Regions from separate parts of the Zea mays genome. Here regions 2 and 3 are each linked to region 1. A link is a contact called in public Hi-C data. All regions are on one chromosome and are shown on one strand. Each heading gives the region's core, a stretch centred on a gene start, on an enhancer-like site or on the middle of the called end of the contact. The rest is flanking DNA. Distances are from core to core; before and after follow the strand shown.

Region 1 (5,053 bases), core at 1,696-4,195:
TTTCTCTATCTCTTGCAACAGGGACCGGGAAAGGGGGATACCCCGAAAAGGATCCTTCTCTGTGAAGGAACCGAGCTCCGAGCCCCCCTACTGATCAGGGGTTCGAAGGCTGGCCCTCCGAAGGGTTCAACAGTCGCCTCAGATCGCGTGGGCCCGACACCCACTACTGGTCAGGGGTTCGAAGGCCAGCCCCCCGAAGGGCTCCATGGCCGCCTCAGGCTACTCGGGCTCCACGCCCATTACTGATCAGGGGTTCGAAGGCTGGCCCCCGAAGGGTTCACAGTCGCCTCAGACGCCGAGCGAGGGATGACCAGGGGTACGTTCGATACATAACCGAGGCTCGGGCTGTGCTCCCGAGGTACCCTAGGACATTTCCGAGACCAGCGGGAACGATCTTGTAACAGAATCCCATCGGAGGGAGGCATCGAGCCCTTGGACCCCGTCGCCAGGGGACCGGGTCCGGCAGATCACCCGCAGGTACTTTTGGGCGTGCCTCAGGGCCCCTAGCCGACCCCCAACGAACGGGGCACGGACGTCCACTCGGATTACCCGCTTGCAGCTCACTGGAGACACCATGTTCGGTGCCCATCGAGGGTAACATGGCGCTCTCCCCCCTCCTCCTTGCGGAAAGGCGATGTAGGGGCGTATGTAAAAAGCCGAGTCTGTCCCTGACCGCCCTCTCGCCCTGTGCGGAGGCTCGGGGGCTGCTCTCGCAAACCCGGCTCCGGCCAAACCGTTGACAGCGTCAACATACCAGCCCGAGAGCTTGGGCCCCGACCGTGCACCCGGGCTACGGCCAGTTCGCATGAGGGAACAACCAGACCAGCCGAAGCATTACGCAAGGCATTAAGACCTCGAAGGAGTGAAACCACTCCTCCGAGGCCTCGGGGGCTACACCCGGCGGGTGCGCTCGTGCGCACCCACCGGAACAAAATGCAACCGAGAAAGGCTGGTCCCCTTGCAAAAAAGTGCGACGAAAGCCTCCAAGCGAGTGCTAACACTCCCTTCGAGGCTCGGGGGCTACTGTCGGGGACCATAATTAGGGGTACCCTCAAGACGCCTAATTCTCAGCTGGTAACCCCCATCAGCATAAAGCTGCAGAGGCCTGATGGGTGCGATTAAGTCAGGGATCGGTCCATACGAGTGACTCGATCACGCTTCGCCCAAGCCTAGCCTCGGACAAGGGCAGCCGACCTCGAGGGACTTCCGTCTCGCCCGAGGCCCCCCTTTTTACGGCGGACACGTTACCGGCTCGCCCGAGGCCTTGGCTTCGCTAGGAAGCAACCCTGACTAAATCGCCGCACCGACTGACCAAGTTGCAGGAGCATTTAACGCAAAGGTGGCCTGACACCTCTATCCTGACGCGCGCCCCCCGGCAGAGCCGAAGTGACCGCCGTCACTCCGCCGCTCCACTGACCGGCCTGACGGAAGGACAGCGCCGCCTGCGCCACTCCGACTACAGTGCCACTCGATAGAGTGAGTCTGACAGGCAGTCAGGCCTTGCCGAAGGCGCCATAGGAAACTCCGCTCCGCCCGACCCAGGGCTCGGACTCGGGCTAAGCCCCGGAAGACGGCGAACTCCGCTCCGCCCGACCTAGGGCTCGGACTCGGGCTAAGCCCCGGAAGACGGCGAACTCCGCTCCGCCCGACCCAGGGCTCGGACTCGGGCTAAGCCCCGGAAGACGGCGAACTCCGCTCCGCCCGACCCAGGGCTCGGACTCGGGCTAAGCCCCGGAAGACGGCGAATTCCGCTCCGCCCGACCCAGGGCTCGGACTCGGGCTCGGCCCCGGAAGACGACGAACTCCGCTCCGCCCGACCCAGGGCTCGGACTCAGGCTCGGCCCCGGAAGACGACGAACTCCGCCTCGCCCGACCCCAGGGCTCGGACTTCGCTCTGGCCTCTGCCGAACGATCTCCGCCTCGCCCGACCCAGGGGCTCAGGCTCGGCCTCGGCCACAGAAGACAGATTCGACCTCGACTTCAGAGGAGCCCCCACGTCGCCCGGCCTAGGACGCAGGCCCGCCACGTCAACAGGAAGCGCCATCATCATCCTATCCCGAGCCGACTCGGGTCACAGAGAACAAGACCGGTGTCCCATCTGGCTAGCTCCGCCAGATGGGCAATGATGGCGCCCCACAAGCTCTGTGACGACAGCGGCTCTCAGCTCTCTTACGGAAGCAGGAGGACGTCAGCAAGGACTGGACCGCTCCGACAGCTGTCCCTCCGCCAAGCTCCGTTGCTCCTCCGACCGCCACGACATCACGCCAGCAGGGTGCCAAGATCTCTCCGGCTGCCACATTGGCATGTACTTAGGGCGCTAGCTCTTCCTCCGCTAGACACGTAGCACTCTGCTACACCCCCATTGTACACCTGGGTCCTCTCCTTACGACTATAAAAGAAAGGACCAGGGCCTTCTTAGAGAAGGTTGGCCGCGCGGGGACGAGGACGAGACAGACGCTCTCTTGGGGCCGCTCGCTTCCCTCACCCGCGTGGACGCTTGTAACCCCCCTACTGCAAGCGCACCCGACCTGGGCGCGAGACGAACACGAAGGCCGCGAGATCTCCACCTCTCTCACGCCCGTCTCCGGCCACCTCGCCGCTCCCCCCTTCGCGCTCGCCCACGCGCTCGACCCATCTGGGCTGGGGCACGCAGCACACTCACTCGTCGGCTTAGGGACCCCTCGGTCTCGAAACGCCGACAATTACACATTATGGAGTTTATTCAATAAATGAGCCAAGCCTATAAAAAATCCAACAATTTCTAACATGCAATACATTGTCAACATATAACTCAAGATATCGAGTATACATTGGATAATGCCATGAGCATGATCTATCAAATATTTTAGAAAGGAAAAATTAATGAAAACGAAATAGGAAAAAATTATAGTATGAACTTTTATTTGGTCGTCCATCTAAAAAGCCCATTAATTGAGCACAAAGCCAAGTTCCACCAGGCCGAAACGTTTCTTTAGTCTTTACCCTAACCTTCCAGCGAAGGCACACAGCCGCCGCCGTTTCTTCATCTTCTCGCAGCGCCGGCGCTCCATCTTCCCCTCCCTTCCGTACTCGCGCTCGGCACGCGGGCAACGGCAGCGGCGCTCAGGCTCTCAGCGACGGCGTCAGCGGCTTCCCCTCCCGACTCTCGCCAGTCGCCTCGCGCCCTAGCCTCCGATCCTCCGCACACCGGCCGGTGACCCAGCGTGCGTGCTTCTCTCTCTCCCCCACCTCCGATGGATTTTAAATGGCGCCCGCCCCCCGCGTCTGTGCCGCGCGCGGCCTGAGGGCAGCGGGAGCCAGCATCCGCTGCTCGACCAAGGCTGTCGAGCCGCTTTGCGAGCGCTTATGCCCCAAAGCGAAGCGTTACCCGTCCTCTTAGCGCTTCAGCGCGCTGAAGCGTGCGCGTAGTGCCACCTTTCATATTCGAAAACAACTGGTGGTTTGGTGTACCCTGTTTTTCCCATAGCTTTTGGCCTTCTAGAGAAATTTTGCCTTGAAGATCTAGAAAGCTAGCATCACATTTAGAGAACACTCAGACTGGGCTTCCAATGAAGAACATGGCAGGAGCTTACTATAAACTTCTTGTAGGATATGACAGTTATATCAAGCAGTCAAGCATGATGTGCCAACAAATTTGCCATATGAGTATTCTTTTTAAAGCACAGTTCTATCTCAATTATATTCCATCAAAATCACTGTTTGGTTTTATCTGGTTGCAGTAAAAATCATGCACTATAGTATTATGCCATCCTCAACCTATTGATTTATGATGATTATCCTTTGCGAACATATAAAGCTTACTGTTAATTGCAGAATTTTCCTTTTTGAACATATCATATTTTAGTGTACATGCTATTTCTTATCATGGTCCCAAAGTTTCTGGGTCGGGGTTGAGGTACGGGTCATGAAACGTTGTATACTACTTGTAAAATATTTTTACACTACGGGTCAAAAATAAACCCACGAATCTGGGTTGGGGTGAACAAACGTAGGTCGAGGGTCGATGACTTCCAACCCATTGTATGTGATTATGGCTCTGATATTGTAGCCATTTCAGTTCCAAATCTGCAAATGCTTCTCCTTGATATCTGCTAATATGAAGATGAAGAGTGCAGCTAGTGATTCATCTTGCTAGGGTGATCTCATTGTCTGTATAGCTTCACTTTCTTCAACGAACCTTCTGTCACCTTCATTGTAAATTGCACCTTCTGGGTTGTAACTGATGGTGTTATATACATGTTCTCCTTTGCGGTGGTATGGTGATAGTTTTCCCTAGAACCTGTCAGTGATTACGCTAGCTAAGGTGGGGCTAGGTGGGACGGTGTTGCCTAGTGGCTAGTGCCTAGTTAAGCTAGGTGGTCATTAGGTACCTTGGCAACACTATTTTAAATGCAAGGGTACCACACCTTTTTACACATATTTTTTGTATTGTTTGTCAGAGAAAAAACAGCATCGTAGCATTGCAGAAGTACCACCTAAAAAATCACTCATCAATTTTTCTGTTTGCAAACACTAAAGGAAATCACCATTTTGCTTCAGTCCTGGTTGTGCTCAATTTCTTTCTAGCTAAACATCTGTTATGTTGTGTATCTTGATAATTCAGATGCACTGTTGGCTAACTAAACATACCCCGGTTGTTATCCTTGGTAGTTGGTACATGTCAATAAGTCATGGGTGTGGATGAAGGGGGTACGACCCCACTCGTCCATGAACCAGCTCTACATAAGGAGACTGGATCAGTTTGGTTAGAGAGATAAGATTAAAAATGGGATTGTTTGCTAGATACAAGATAAGGTTGTTAGCTCCAGGATTTTAGCGTCAGATTGGATTCATTAGCTTATATAAGGTTGTGGCAGTCACTGTTAAAAGGTGTCGCCTAGGCGTCCATGCGGTGGTCCAACGCCTAGGCGCCTACCGTGCGTCGCCTAGGCATCCAGGCGGTGGTTCAACGCCTTGTCTCGCCATACCGCTTTAAAAACCATGGTGATAGTCTCATTTGATCAAAGCAAGAACCAGTCCATCTAATTTATTTTTCTGAAACACACAGGAGAGT
Region 2 (5,053 bases), core at 1,409-3,908, 220 kb after region 1:
GTTGATCATTCTGCAATCACAAACTTTGCGCCTCTGTTCCAAAGTATTACAGTACCAAAAACAGTTGCCGGCCTGCTGGATGCTGCTTCAGGCAGCTATTACCATTGACCTATAAAACTATAGGTGTTACAGGAGCAGCACCAAGAAATAGTCAAGCACATTTGCAGTTTCAGTCACATAATAACAAAGCCTTTTACCCCCAAACTAAGTTCAGACAGAAAGATGATATACATAGCACTAAGAAGAAACATAACGAACTTCACAATCTACACGACTAATCCACTGGATTAGACAATTGTTATCAAATGATCTTCCAGCAAATTGACATAATATAACATCGAAAGGTAGCTCAACAACACTAAATACATGTCCAGTTTTAAACTAGATCAGAACTAAAAACCAAAGAAAATATTTACATCTGAAGTGGTTCACAGTACCAGCGCTTCAAATTATGTGCATCCTTGGTGTCCAATCCTCCAAACACGCCAGGGCTACAACCAAGCACCAGCAGGTGATTGCATTCTATAACAGTAGGAATATTAGAACTAGATCTACACATCCCAAGATCAAGAATATTAGGAAACAATCAAGAGAGCTTGATTGATCATTAAAAGAGACAGCACTTCCTCTTGGCTGAAGATATCCATCTCATATGCTCATATTTCTTGTTAATCAGCTGCAGACCAGAGTCGCTCGAACTTCAAAACAACCTGATTTTGCAATCTCCCCTCTTGTTAATATTCAACCCTCACAGGCCGAAACACGAAGTTTCTTGCATTAGAGGAGCATAGTAAGGTTGCTAATGATACATAGAAGCTAGTCATTGTGCTGATACAAAATGCACCAAGAGATACCCATCCATTCTCTCCATGCCAGCCACCAAGCCAACCGCGGTGATTGCTACCTTCCATTTTCCCTTCTGGAGTCCTTGCATTCTCAGAGCACCCTTTCCCACTGCAAATTCCTGGGTTTCCAGCTAATGCTCCTGGGAACTTCGTTGTTGGCAAAGGCCCAGACAGGCTATTGTAGGAGAGGTTAAGCACCTCAAGCACTGTCATGGCTGCAATTCCAGGAGGCACCTCCCCTGACAGCCCATTATGTGAGAAGTCAAGCGTATGCAACCTCCCCATGCCCCCAAGCCCCGCAGGGATCTGCCCAGCCAAGTAATTACAGGAGAGGTTCAAATACTCCAACCCCTTCATGTCAACCAACCCTTCTGGTATCTCCCCACAGAGCTCATTCCCAGACAGGTCTATACCAGTAGTTGCCTGAACATCATACCCCAAATCCAACTGCCATGACACCGTGTCCACAGAAGCTGACACAAACAATTGGGGTGGAAGCACACTCTCTGATGGAGTCCCCTGACCACCTCCACCGTTAAGCACTTCACTGACATTGAACCCCCCATCTGGGATGAAACCCACAAACTTATTACTAGACAAATCAAGCCACTGGAGCAGGGGGAACGAGAACATCCAGTCAGGTAGGTGGCCGGAGAGCTGGTTACCAGCCAGTGATAAGAACTTCAAGCTCAGCCATTTCGCTACAGCACTGCTGAGCTCACCGGAGATCTCATTTCCTGACAAGTCCACCACCTCCAAAGACCTGCACCCAGCCAGCGGCAGGGGAATCTCCCCAGATATCTTGTTATTCGACAAATCTAGAACCTTGAGACTAGCTAGTGCGTCGAGCTCCGGACGGAGTGCCCCAGAGAGCTGGTTACCCCCAAGCTGCAGGTACAGAAGCTGGAAGCAGCCTGCAAGTCCGGCAGGCACTGAACCGGACAATCGGTTATTCGACAAATCCAGCACCTGCAAATAGGTCAGGTTCCCTATCCCCGGAGGAATGTCCCCGGAAAGCTGGTTGTCCGCGAGAAAAAGCCCCTGCAGGCTCCGTACGGCTGCGATACCGGCGGGGATCTCGCCGGAGAAGCGGTTGTGGGAGAGGTCGAGGAGGAGGAGAGCGGAGTTGTCGGGGTCGGCGACGATCCGCGGCGGGACGGCGCCGGAGATGGCGTTGCGGGAGAGATCAAGGGCAGCGAGGCGCGCGGGGAAGGAGAGACGCGGGGAGAGCGGGAGGCGGAGGAAGTTGGCGGAGAGGTTGAGGGTGCGGAGCGCGGGGAGCGAGGACGGCAGGCAGGTGGGGACAGCCCCCGAGAGCGCGTTGCGGGAGAGGTCGAGCGCGAGGAGCGAGCGCGGGAGGGAGCAGGGAAGCTCTCCCGAAAGCGCGTTGGCGGAGAGGTCGAGCGTCCGGAGACGTCGGAGGAGCGCGAGCGGCGCCGCGGGGATCACGCCCGTGAGGTTGAGGCCCCGGAGCGAGAGTTCGGCAACGGAGGGAGTGGTGACCGAAGGGGCTGGCGCCGTGGCGGGGTGGAGCGACACGCCGAGCCAGGATGGCGAGAGCGGGCCGCTCCACGAGGATAGCGCGGCGCGGGAGGGCGGCGACAGGGACGCGCGGAAGGCGAGAAGCGCTGCGCGGTCGGTGGAGGCAGGGACTGCAGGTTGGGTCGCCGACGCCAGGACGAGGAGGAAGGTGGCCAGGAGCTGATGGGGTAGGGGAGTGGCTGTCAGCATGGTGGTGGACTGGTGGTGGTGGTGGCGGTGGCCGGCAGAACCTGAGTGGTTAGGGTTTTGCAGGCCTCGGGCGTCGCCGCGGCCGCGGAGGATGTGGTCGCTCGGGGCCTCGGGCGTCGCCGCGTGTGGGTCAAATTTTGGAGGAAAGGTGGCGAACAGGCGAAGGCTGTGGAATCTGTGGTGTTTTCCCTCAACTAGGACTCCATTTTTTCCTTCTTGAATGAACTCTAAAATAAGGCAATTTCTTCTTCAAATCTTAAAGCCGCTTAAATTAGCTCTCTACCATGGTTAGAAATAGTTTTTATTTTAGGATGGTTTCAACTTTTTACTAAGAAAATCGGAAAAAGTTTATTTAAAACATTGAAAGTATATAAAAAGTTCAAAAATATTAGAAATAGATTGGGACCGGAGAAAAAAGTATTTAGAGCCCGCGAAAATATATCTATAAGCTTTAAAAATATATTTAGTTCTAGAATAATAAAAAAATATCGTTAAACCCCCAAAATATTTTAATCAAGTTTAAATGTGCTTTGGAAATTTTCTACAACAAAAATATGTGATACAACCAACATAGATGTTAAGGTTGTCTGCAGTACAGTGTGTAAAATAGAGGACGCGAAATTGTGAATGACGCTGCTTGCATAAAGAAGTTTGAAATAGAGGATGATATTGTTTGATACTATTTTATTTTGGTGGTATCTTATATTTTTGTTGTCGAAGTTTTCACAATGCAATTAGAAATTGATTGGGGGGTTCACGATTTTTTTTATATTTTTGTACCTTTTTCATTTTAAAGAGCTAAGTGCATCAATCCTATTTATGGATTTTAGTGATTTGATGACACGAGCTAACAATATTTTATGAGATTTACAATTAAATATAATTATAAAAAAGTACAAAAAATATGAGACCCTTTAATTATAAATTAGTGAAAGATGTGGCACAACAATTCAACTTGAGAGAGAGATTTTAGTTTTAATTCAATCTTCTTTCAAGTATAGTATATCATAAAGAAGGATATAGAAAAAATTACTTGTAGGTGTCAAAATATGCTCAAAACATTATACTCATTAACTCCTAACATTCCCAATAATACTCTAAAAAGGTCTCTTAAAAAACCTCTAAAAGAGCAAGTATTCTCTTTCTTTTATTCGTCCTGTTTTCAACACCACAAAAAATTCTGGACACCGCCTTAACTTTGAACCTTGGCTTTCTGCTGATGTTCCTCTTTCCCCAAAAAATTCTCTCCCCTTGGAAAATTTCAAACCCCCCTTTGGAAAAATTTGAGTAACACCTCTAAACTTCGAAGTTTTGCTTTATGGTATCTTCCTCTCCTTTGGAAATTCTGAACCCTCGAAATTTGAGGTGGGGTGCCCCTTGGGTCAAATCTCTTTGACTATGGATGCACCGAGGTTTCTCTTATCCACCTCAGAAATTCCAAGCCTCCCTAGTTGAAATTTTTGAGAGGGAACCTTCCTGCTCAGCAATGGCTCTCTAGCTAAGACAAGGGGATTTATTTCTCTCACCCTCTTGTTTTCTTGGGGTCAGCCATTTCAATTCACAAAACCACTTTGAAACAAAAGCAAGCTCTCTTTACACTCTCTCATACTTCCTCACGCCCTTGCTAGATTTTCGTCTTGTGAGTGAGATTGGAGTGAGCTCTTCACTAGATCTTGATTTCAAAGAGTAAGATCCATCTCTTGAGCACTTGTGGCACCCATCGGTGATTTCTTTTCCATTTTATTACTTTTGGGGTCTTTGAATCCTAGTTGGCTAGGTGTTGTCTAGCGACACTCCTGATTTGTGTTTGTAAAGGGTGCCTAGAAAGTTTGTATTACCCATTTGTTCTAGTAGAGATCATGGCTTGATTTTTTTGGTCGCTTGAGAAAGAGGGGGGGTTTAAAAAGACTCTAAAGGCCTTTGTGGTCACTCGACAACTGAAACGTAAACACTACTTTGTGGTATAGCCAAACCTTGTGATAAATCATGTTCTCTATATGCTTTTAGCTTGTAATTATATTACTCGTGGCATGATCTTCATTATGCATGTAATACTCAAAAATGTAATAAAGAGGATATAGATAATCTCAATGGTTTGTGGCCTCTCCTATTCATTACATGTGATCAACACTAGTTAAAAGTGGATAATTAGAACGAAGAACACATAAATGACCTGTGCATCATGCCGGATCTTATTTCGTGTGCATTTTTGTGATGATATAAAATATAGTAAACAAGAAAAATAATAAGATAATAGACATCAGAAGTAGAATTAAACCCTAATTTTGAAAATAGGGTTTGGAAAATAAGAAAAAGAGAAATGATATAAAAATATAAAAACATAGATATCCTTAAACTTATTACTGTTAACTGCACAAATATAGTGTAAAAGATGAGCCACAAAGTTTGAATTTAAACTTGAATTCAAAATTTGGATTAGAAAATGGTGAAAAAAAGGAATGAAAAAAAAGAAGATA
Region 3 (5,053 bases), core at 723-3,222, 160 kb before region 1:
CCATTCAGTTCGATCAGGTAAGTTGATCGTCCGTATCGTTCGATTAGTTGACGATATGGAACGATTAATCGGCTGGTTAGCGATCAGTCGTGATAATTACTTAGGGTAGTCCAACAATATGTTCTCTAAAGACGTGCTTAGCTGGCCCATATTTAATATAGGTAGCCGCCCTCCAGATCCTCCGTTTCTTCTTCCTTGCGGACCTGTACCCTAGAGGCTAGGACGACTGTTCTTCTTCTAGGATTGGCGGCTCCCTTCTCTCTCCCTTCTTCACCCTTCTCTCTCCCTCTGATTCCCTTCTCTCTACACTGGCAGCTCGGACACACAGGGACTAGAGATGAGCACCATGTCTCAAGGTATATGTCTCCCAATCTTTTCTCATTTTGTTGTTCAGTTCATACTTCGGAGTTCAATCTACACTTTACACTCTACCCGACCGGACCAAGGATACCTCATGGAAACCCACATCAAACAAAAACGCATGTGTACAATTGTGTTCCAACGTCCGACCCAATAACCTCCCGCCTTCTCTAATCCCGAAAAAACCTGAAAAAGCACCATCTTCGCTTTATGGTGCCGCCATTAAATGCCACCACTAAACGCCACAGAGTCACCGCCCCTACCATCATTGTGATCTCGTTTGTTTGTAACATCTATCCCACATAGGGATGACAACGGATCGAATATTGCAAATATCGGCCCGCAACCATATCCGTAGGCCGTAGCTGCAACAATGGTGTAACCATGGTTTATTAATTAAATCAAATAAATACTAGTCCAAATTATATGCATCATGATGATATGGTGCATCAGGGCTGTTTGGTGGCGTTGGGAGTGTCGGCCTTGGTGTCATCGGGTTCGTCATAGCATTCCTTGGTTGTGACCATGGTGTAACTACGTTATATATATGTGGTCTTTTTTTGTCGTTTGAGTTAGTTAATGCAAGAAATGGATTAATGAAGGTGCAAATAAACATGTAATATATGAAGCAATGGACGTACGTTACGATGATTACTCCATCTTTTCATCTTCCTAGAACTTCTATCATGAGTTTCTTTTTCTTGAGCCACACAAGTGAGAGACTAATACAACACCACAATTACTCCTCACTACTTAGTCGAGTTCCAGATTGGTCAATTGGTTAACCGTTTTTTTTTCTGTTTTTCGGTTTTTTAAGTTCGGTTTTTAAAATATGTTAACCGAAATTCTATTTGGAAAAAGAAAAATCGATACTTCGGTTAACAGTAAACTTCGGTTCGGTTTTTGGTTTTAACCGAACTGTGCAGAACACAATACAACAGCAAAATTGCAATTAACATAGAGCATCAACATCAGATTCATTGTATAGAACAAGTAATATTTTGCAACACCGAAACAATATTTTGCGACGGCTTGATTCAACAGGCTAGTGCTTAGCGATGGCTTCCGGCTGCTGCTTGGTGGCTGGCGAGTGGCGAAGGCTTGTTGCTGCTGCTGCGGTGCTGCCTGTGATGAGGCCACGACGGCAGGGCGATGAAGGCTGCACGTGCATAGAGTGCTTCATTCTAGTATTTAAAAATCGAGTCGTTCTATTCCGTGTTTGACAAAAAAAAAAAAAACAGAGTCGTTCTATTTTTTGTTTGGTTGAAGAGTAAAATAGAGAAAAACTGTTCCATTATTTGTTTAGTTCGAGAGCCATATGAGTGTAGAGGGGAGGAGAGGAAGCAGAGCGCTCGCATACGATCGTTTTTATGGAGCGGGAGCGTTCCAACTACTTATAGTAAATTTTCATATGGAGATACAGAAGCCGCTCCACTCTTGTTTTCTTGGAAACCAAATATCTAGAAAATTGGAATGGAGTCATTCTATTTTTCCTCACTCCTAAACCAAACACACCCTAATTGGCTTGGTCAATGAGGCATTGAGTGCTGGACTGCTGGTACTGGTAGCATACAACAGATTGGCTTAGTCCGTTAGTCGTTGGCCCAACGTGGCCAGCCCATGGGCAGAATGGTGCCATGCGGGGTTGCACACTTGGGCCAAAAAGAACCTGAGTTAGTGGAGTGGTGGGCCAATTTTTTTGGTTTAAACCGAACAAAAACCGAAAATCAGAATTTAGTTCGGTTCCTGGAAAATGGTAACCGAAAAATAATTCGGTTTGGCGAGTTTCAATTTATATGGTTTCGGCTCTGTTTTTCGGTTTTGATGTTCGATTTTCGTTTTTTATATTAGGCCTAATCGAGTTGTACCAAAGTTTTCTTATTCCAATCCTCGCATACACAGTGTTACAAGGGCATACCTTCGGAACTATTGTCTCCATCTACGACACTTGCTGAGTTGTGTGGGTGATCGAGTTTTTTAGTGTCGTCGTGATTGCTCATTGGTTAGATCAGAACATCGTCTTCTTTCTTTTTTTATGTCTGCACCAAGGACGACATTATAAACATATCCTTAGTGTGGTTCACAATTTTGAGTAACATATGTTGTCGACTCGTGCGAATGGATCTGTTAGCGCCGATCACTGGGGGTGTACCGCCTGGCGGTGCCCTCTGCGACGGCGCGGACGGTCCGCGACCTGGGGGCAGGAGCGACGCTTTTCCTGTACGATTCCGGACGGTCCACGCCTGAAGCCTGACGGTCTGCGATGGCGCTGGGTCGTCTTCCTCCTCGCAGCGCCCTGGATCTGTTATACCCGGTTTTAGAAGGCAAATCGAATACGAACCATGTACGTGCCAGAATCAGAAACTCACGTACATATTGATTACATAATTGGACATCATCACACATTTCTCAAAATAAATAACAGAAATAGTACTTTATTACATCAAGATGTCCAAGACCTCCACAGAGTCATTAACATAACATTATCATTAATATTTCAAAGTGCGGAATACGAAACATAGAGATATGGCCTTCATAGGCAGCTGGCTGAGGGTTTGTGAAGCGTCCCCAATCCTCTGGGACTCAAATGTAATACAATTACTAGTCCTAGGAGGCTAGTAAACACATTTATACAACAGATGATTCCAGATCTGCTTAAACGAGACAAACCTATAAAGGTGGCGATCAACTTTAAGAGTTGGTCCACAACTCGGGACATATCATCAGAGTGGGGCTGAAGCAGCCCGATATACGCAACGAAGCAAATCAGCGGTCCAACAGCCACAGGCAAGGTTGGGAACAGTCGTAACTCTTACTCGATCTCCTTTTTCTGAAAAACAACAAATAAGCAAGGGTGAGTACAAACGTACTCAGCAGCCCACCTTCACCCGCGGAATGGGGAAATCAGATATAATGCATTGAATATGTGGAGCTCAGGATATTTTGTAGAAACATCAATATTTTATGGAGGGTTGTTTCGTAAACATTTTGTATTTTTCAAAGCGCATCCTCTCCCAAAGGAGCAGAAAGTTTTTCAATATTAGAACAAAATCCCCTAGACTAAACCATCCAGGTATCTCAGCAGTTTCCCACTGGTTTTCATTTTCAAAAACAGCTACTGGACTTCCCGTCTACCATAGCTCACGGCTCAATCGCCGGACCTTTTAAAAATCACTTTTCTCAAAAGCACCTCTTTTTTTTGAAAACAAGACACTAATTGACATACCACACCAGACTCGTCCATTTCTGTGGACATAGACTATTCGAATAGGTTTGAACTCTGCGCAGAGGTGTACACTTTACCCACTAGTCCGGCTCTGCGATCTCATAGCTTGTGAGACCCGAATCCGAATCTCTTTCTTTCCCCGCACGTCCTAACCTTAACGGTTATCCGGAAGGAGTCAGGCCACCACCATGTCCAAACCGGACAAAACTTTCCCCCTCCTTATCCTCCCGATGCTCCCCAACCATCATAACCCCGGGGTTGGACCGTACGAGTTCAGATTGAGTGACTGCCCACACAGTCTCGAGTGGTTGTACTTATCATGAGTACAGGTAGCGAAAGATGACAAACCGGTCCTTATATGAGGGGAGAATCCTTCTGCTCACGCCTAAACCAGCTGAGCCTTCACCTTAGGCCCTCCCCTAAACCAGGGAGTCCCTGATCATCCCTACTCAAAGGTGATAAGGGTGAAAACCCTTCATCATACACATTTTGAAAGGCATTTTCTTTTGAAAAACTCACACCTTTTCTAAAATCATTTGTAACAAATATATTAAGGATTGATTGCGGCAAGCGGCTTGGGTGGCCATAATAACTTGTCTCAAAATCATATCATGCATCAAAGGGATCCAGTGAGCTTGTCGTGCTTATCCGGTGAAGGGGAAGGGGAGCTCACGGAACTGGCTTCTGGCTCCACTGCCTGGCGTAGACTTGCAGATCTGGCCTCTACGAGACGGCACGAACGCTCCGATAACTATGCAACATGAACAAGCAAACATACAAACCAACAAGTATATCAACAAATATTTAGTATAGTGGTCAGAATAGCGATATATGGATGGGTAGAGTCTTGAGTAGAATCTATGTCATGTGGTGTTGTGATATTACTGGTGGTGGAGCGGAGGTGCTTACCAGGAGGGTGGACTGGAGGCGAAGCGACACTATACGTGTAGCCGACAGAGCGGAGTAACTGAGTGAGTGGGGTGTTTGCCTTGGCTGAGGGTGTTGAGTGTGTGTGGAGAGGGAGAGGGTAGTTGGGTGTATTTATAGCTGGGTGTATGTGGTGTAGCACAGTGAAGTTCACTGTTGGTGAGAATAGTGACGAATGAATCGTCTGACTTAGTATGAACAGGAGGGTTATAGGCAGAATATGGGACAAGAGTATTTTGGGAGTTTTCTTGAATATGGACCAGGCTTAAGGGATGACATGGTTGGATAGGGAATAGTTTGATAAGAATTTAGAAACAAGAATTATTGGAACCGGAGTTTGGAAGCCTGGTTCGAAGGAATCTCAAAGTTAAGCGTGCTCAACTTGGAGAAACCTGGGATGGGTGACCAGATGGGAAGTTCCCTACTGGAAGGAAAATCACAGTCACCGAAGTTCGTATGACTGGAATATGGGTCTGGTTGGTCTTAGGTGGACTGGACAGCATGACAGATGAGTAGTTGAAATTTGGGGTGATCGGATGA

The links. A called contact is a pair of places that touch in the nucleus more often than the background predicts.
Region 2: a Hi-C map of root tip shows a contact between it and region 1, with 2.9 times the contacts expected there. The contact joins the promoter of LOC542675 here to the promoter of LOC100193440 in region 1. A contact is called at or near these places in 4 of 25 Hi-C or Micro-C datasets (ear, leaf, root tip and 1 more).
Region 3: a contact with region 1 is called in a Hi-C map of tassel, with 2.5 times the contacts expected there. The contact joins the enhancer-like site here to the promoter of LOC100193440 in region 1. A contact is called at or near these places in 2 of 25 Hi-C or Micro-C datasets (ear and tassel).

What each region holds. Positions count from the first base shown.
Region 1 is chr4:138,458,470-138,463,522 of Zm-B73-REFERENCE-NAM-5.0, forward strand. It overlaps LOC100193440, which reads left to right and starts at 2,946. Exons shown (of 7, transcript NM_001138559.1): 1 at 2,946-3,203.
Region 2 is chr4:138,680,644-138,685,696 of Zm-B73-REFERENCE-NAM-5.0, forward strand. LOC542675 (fasciated ear2) reads right to left here and starts at 2,659. Exons shown (of 1, transcript NM_001112192.2): 1 at 269-2,659. The coding sequence starts at 2,576. The coding sequence ends at 735.
Region 3 is chr4:138,298,814-138,303,866 of Zm-B73-REFERENCE-NAM-5.0, forward strand. No RefSeq gene overlaps it. Among protein-coding and RNA genes, the nearest start is that of LOC100279585, 42 kb to the left of the region's middle. Within about 2 kb of position 1,973, at least 13 of the 20 cell types and tissues checked have an H3K27ac peak or open chromatin away from gene starts, as enhancers often do. A contact at or near this core is called in ear and tassel, where this site is marked.